2 separate regions of the Gossypium hirsutum genome follow, and region 1 is linked to region 2. A link is a contact called in public Hi-C data. All regions are on one chromosome and are shown on one strand. The core of a region is the stretch at or near the end of the contact, and the rest is flanking DNA. Distances in the headings are between cores, read along the strand shown. Region 1 holds the start of LOC121230723 (multiple inositol polyphosphate phosphatase 1). Region 2 holds the start of LOC107962134 (cation/H(+) antiporter 15).

Region 1 (2,700 bases), core at 136-2,635, 540 kb before region 2:
CTTTATGGGATACACATCGGGGTGGTATTCCTCATTAAATATATCGGGAAATCTTTCCCTAACCCTGATTCCAAGCTGATACAATTCCTCTTCTCCTTTGATATCCAACTCTCCACCTTTCAGTTTCCCTTTCCAAGGAGACTCCCAGTTATGAAACCAAGCAGGGACTTTTTGTAAGGACAAATTCCTCTGTTTGGCATCTTCTATAAGTTCCTTTATATGAGAAGCCAACTTTTCCATCTCTCTCACCCGCTTCTTTGTAGGAGAACGCGTTCCATGTCTTGCCTAAAAATAAATATTTAAACTAACTTCCCTTTTGTTTGTACTCCCAAGACATTCAACAAGTACTAACTAACCACGCTAGAAATCTCAAGCAAAACAATGACTCTTAAAAGGCAGCACAATGAGTAAGAAGCAATCTCAAAACTGCTATGCTTTGCACAGAATATAACAACAGCAAATCTTAAAGATATCCAATAAGCTAACAATTGGAAACAATGCACAATACTTACCCTACTTCTCCCATGCATCTAAAATCAAACTTTGTAGTAAATCTTCCATAAATTTGGTTCAGTGGGGGCATATTATTAAAGAATAATTATGCTAAATTTTGTAAAGACAAACTTCATCTAACAATAAAATGTAGATCCAAAATATACATCTACTCCATATTAACTTAATCTCAACACCATTTCTAGCTGCCGCGAATAATTAAAAACTCAAATTTCATGAAAATAAAACAAAATTACCACAAGATTTAAGTGGATAGGAGTACAGCCTTGAGGAATATCAGATGGTATAAACGAATTGTCAACAATATCTTTCACAGCACCATATCTGCTCCAAAAAAAAAGGAATAAATAAGAAAAAAACTAAAATAATAATATAAACCTGATTCAAAATTGTAAAGATGATGAAACTACGATTCAATGAGATAGTGAAGAAGAGCGAGACCTTGTTACAGTAGAGAGGTGTTGACGAACATCGAAATCTCGATCAGCTTTTGAATTTGAAAATAACGTTAAAAACAGCAACAAAATTGCTGCCATGGCCATTTTCTTCAGAGACCCTTTTTTGAAAATTAACTGGGAAGAAAAATGGAGGGTTTTAATAAATAGACTGAAAATGAAAGCTTTGGGTTTGGGTTGAAAACCGCCATTAACAATTCCATGCTACCCGCGTACTGAATTGAAGCGTCTGAGTTATTACTACACGTTGATCTAGATTACTTTTGGGGTTAAATAATTGTTGACCATATTTTCCACGGTGTTAGATTAAGATCGCTATCCTAAACTGGCGCAGCGCCAGCGGCTGCTTTCCTTTGCTTGTCTTTTTACCTTTCTTAGAATTTGGGTTTCGAATTCTCACTTGCGTTAATCCGAATTATTTCATTTCCGCCCATCCCATTAATATGATGGGAGATTGGGTTTGAGCTTTGAACTAACAAAGACTACTACCATTGGGAAAGTTATGGGAAAAATAACACTAGCCTAACTTGTTATTTGATAGATTAAAATAACAATTAAGTTATTTAGAGAACTAGCCACCAATTTTGGGGTTGCATCAATGGACTTATTAAAACAAAACCACCAAAAGTTAATTTAGAGGTTACAACTCGTTAAACTTCACTTACTCTGTTCTTAGGTGATGAAATTGATTCTTGGAAATGTATTTATCGAATAGAAGAGGAAAAATCCTACAAATAAAAAAATCTACTTTAGGGGAAATGGAAAGTCTTCCAAACTTGTTCTTTACCATAATATATTTATGGTGATAAAAGGTAACATTTTTGGGGAATTTGTTCATCTCAAGATTACACTATCCTGCAACCAGAAGTGACTTATTCCAAGAGAACCTTCAAGTAAGGGTAAATAGATTTTTAAAGCTAATTGAAGAATATTCTTCTCAATGTTCCTTATAATCTAAAAAATACAATAATAACATATGTTAAGAAGCATTTTATAGTTGTTTAGGGGTCATATTTTTCAATTGCAATATCTCTAAAAACTAAGGATGATGGAGCAAATGAAAACCCACTTCAAATAGATGCAATGGGAGATAAAAGCCCCATCCATTGGTTGTAACTTCACTTATTTGGTGTGATCTTAAGGGAAACAAGAACTCATATTTATAATGATACAGCTTGAGACACGGTACATCAACATGGTTATCTCCCCTGTGGTAGTGATGCATAACCGATTTTCACTTTCCATTGAAGCATTTCTCTTTGCAATCTTGAAGGATCGTCGATGATTTTGTAAGACAAAATGAAAAAATTGAGAGGACAAAAAGACAAGAAGAAGCAAGTTTTCGATGACGACAAAGGCCTTAAAGTCGCAAAAGAGCCGTATTTATAACTACCTGGGTGGGAAATTGAAGCAACACTTTTAAGCGAAGGCAGTAACAAAGAAACAATGTATTTTGAAAAACATCAATCAAAGGCAAACATGTGTCTAAAAGCAATCAATACACAGATATAATTATCAGGGTAGTAATTATGAGTTTTAAACTCTTTACATGTTTAATTGGGGGTTTATGACTGGATTCTAGCCGAATTCAGTAGGCTCACCACTAAATTAATGTTCGGTTGATTACAATGACTTATTATGGTCCGCATGGACTAGGCCTTATTTCGGCAAAAGGCAGCATAGGCATTTCCTTCCCTCACCACTGAATGGTAATTCAGCCAAGGTGGAATAA
Region 2 (2,700 bases), core at 98-2,597:
CCATCAGGCACAGCCAGGCCTAAAAGTAATGGTCCGAAGATGTAATGCTGCCCGATTACCTCGCTAATGAATGCCGACACCATGACTAGGATGAATATAGATGCTATGGTCTTCTCATCAATAGATTTTGGACCCACTGCTTGAGTAAACATCTTCTTTAACTTGGGACGAAGAATTAAAAAGTTGGTGGCTACAAATGCAACTACGGAAAGAAAGGGTGGTAGAAAACTGTAAATATGATGGGAATTGGCTTGTTTGATGGAGAAAAGAATCGAAGTCGTCGAAAAACCGATTAAAAAGGAAAACATGGAGGAAGAGAGAGCAATTCGACCGACATCAGTGTTTATAATCTTGAGCTCGTCTAGCAGTGTAGAAATTACAGGGAAAGCTGTTAAAGATTGAGATGATGCTACAAGTATCAACGAGTTCTGGAGGGAGGTACTCATGGTGACGGACGTCTTTAAGAAAACAGCAAGTCCAATTGAAAGACCCGTCGTAATGATGAGAGCCGAAGCGCCTATAACTGCAGCCATTCGTCCCGGACACACCATCAGGTACGGGTCAATCTTTACTCCAACTTCGAAGAAGAAGAACATAATGCCGAATCCTGAGAACACATCCATTATAGCTCGGCTATGGATCGGGAAAACGGTGTCGGCTACGTCTTGGCTGTGGCCAAGAATTGATGGGCCAAATATCATTCCACCCTGGGTTTTTGGTTAACACAAGTGTTTAGAACCTGATGTTAATTATAAATGTAAGTAAATAAGTATATGATACATTTAAGTAACTTAATGTTAGAATTGAAAAGAAAAATAACATACAAAAATCTGCGAGACTAAGGATGATTGTCCTAAAGGCTTGAAACAAACATTGATGAGAAGTGAGACCGTTGAAATGCTAGAGAGCTGAAACATGAGAAGAGTGGTGGGGCTGACGAGAGGGTTACCACTGAGCCATATACTCTTTGCTGGGATTTTCTTAAATGAGTTGTTTATGCAAAGAATGGTCAGGTTTTTACCAATCTTGATTGCATCATGAGTTAATCCCCCTTCCATGCTTCAATTGCTGCTTCTCGATCAAGGAATCCGATGGAAGAAAGAAATGGGAACTAAGCAGCAAGAATCTAAAGGTACAAAAAGTAGGAGTGGATGGTGAGCCTCTTTTTTTGGAATTCCACAATTTTGATTGGGAGGTTGTCCTTCAAGCTAGGTCACTAAAATAAATGGTTTTCGCTCAACATAATCTATCACTCATCTCTTCTAATTATTCAACCATAGTTCAACATAAGGATGAAAAATAGCCCTTTTAATCACTTCTCTCCCTCTCATTTATCCTTTTTATTTTAAAAAATATCTCAATGGTGATTAAATTTGGAAAAAGTAATTACCAGCTAATTTTATTATTGGAATTTTATCAAATTACGTTTTTTACTATTAAAAACATTAATTTAATTCTTGTATAAGACCAAATTTTAATAGAATTCACATTTTACTATTTAAAAATATTATTTAATTTTTATTAAACTTCATATTTTAGAAGCTTTTATAGTCCAATTTTTTATTATTTGAAATTGAATTGCAAATAAAAATAAAAAATTGATATGATCTCTAAAATAGAGGAATTTGTAAGATATTGTAGCCATTAAAGTTACATTAAAATTTGTTCTTCATTTCAAAATGGGAAAAAGGAGTGGTGGCAAACATGTTTGAATGGGTTCAAATTGAGTTTTCTTTAAATTTACATTATTTTGGGTTTAAATTAATTTAGGATGGGAATTTTTTGAGCTTGGTCTTTTTCAGGCTTAAATTTTATTATTCTCAAACCCTCTTAAATTCAAATATTTTGTGCTCAGATTATTTTAGATTTGTATTGGTTTAGGTCGAGCAATCTTAGATGGATTTATATGATTCTAAAGTTTTATAAGTATTTTTATTTCTAATGTAATAACTTGAAAGTTACTTGATTTTTTCTTATCAACTATTTGCTTAGTTGCAACTAATAAAGTAACTACTAATAAGAAAAACGAGATGGACACCAGAACAAAGTCTCCATAGTTAAAAAACTTCCTACATCTATGGGACATTGTCAGTGCATAAGGATAAAAAAAATGAATTTATGAGAAATTAGCGAAAGCTTCAAAGTGTATTGTAATAGCCAATTTTGGCCCAAGTCAACAAAACAAAAAAAAACAATAAACCTAAACAAATAATTAAATAGCCCAAAATTAATGTCTACTTACATATTAAACCCAATAGCCCAATCAAAACCCAACAAGCCCAACAGGCCCAAATAACCTAAACCCTAGCCTTATTAACCCAAAACATTTTCAGCAGAAAAAAAGAAGTGAAGGAACCCTAGCATTGCAGCCGCCGCTTAGCCCCTCATGCGCGCCACCACCGCCACTCGGCTCGCCTATCACCTGCATCGCACGCCTCTGACAACCACCTGCAACTCGCAAGCAAAAAAGGCACACACAAGTAGTAGAAGAAACAAGAGCAAAAAGACAAAAAAAAAATAGAAAAGAAAAGTCTTGTAACTTGGCTTTAAAAGCCACAACCTTCTCATTGTAGCTTCTTTTTCTGTTTTTTACAAAAACTTTTTACACACACTAAAAATCAGAAAAGAACTAAAACGGAAGTTTTAAAAGGTTTTGGTTTGTTCTTTTTCTTTTTTTTCTTTCTTTCATTTTCTGTTTAT

Evidence for each region. Hi-C and Micro-C count contacts between places; a contact is called where the count stands out from the background.
Region 1: a Hi-C map of leaf shows a contact between it and region 2, with 1.7 times the contacts expected there. The contact joins the promoter of LOC121230723 here to the promoter of LOC107962134 in region 2. A contact is called at or near these places in 2 of 34 Hi-C or Micro-C datasets (both in leaf).

What each region holds. Positions count from the first base shown.
Region 1 is chrA06:120,624,852-120,627,551 of Gossypium_hirsutum_v2.1, reverse strand. LOC121230723 (multiple inositol polyphosphate phosphatase 1) reads right to left here and starts at 1,385. Exons shown (of 12, transcript XM_041116034.1): 1 at 955-1,385; 2 at 750-837; 3 at 1-285. The coding sequence starts at 1,055. LOC121230722 (a long non-coding RNA gene) reads left to right here and starts at 2,453. Exons shown (of 2, transcript XR_005928861.1): 1 at 2,453-2,700.
Region 2 is chrA06:120,080,626-120,083,325 of Gossypium_hirsutum_v2.1, reverse strand. It overlaps LOC107962134 (cation/H(+) antiporter 15), which reads right to left and starts at 1,347. Exons shown (of 3, transcript XM_041116028.1): 1 at 825-1,347; 2 at 1-707. The coding sequence starts at 1,058. It overlaps LOC107962135 (a long non-coding RNA gene), which reads right to left. Exons shown (of 2, transcript XR_001701522.2): 2 at 2,127-2,448.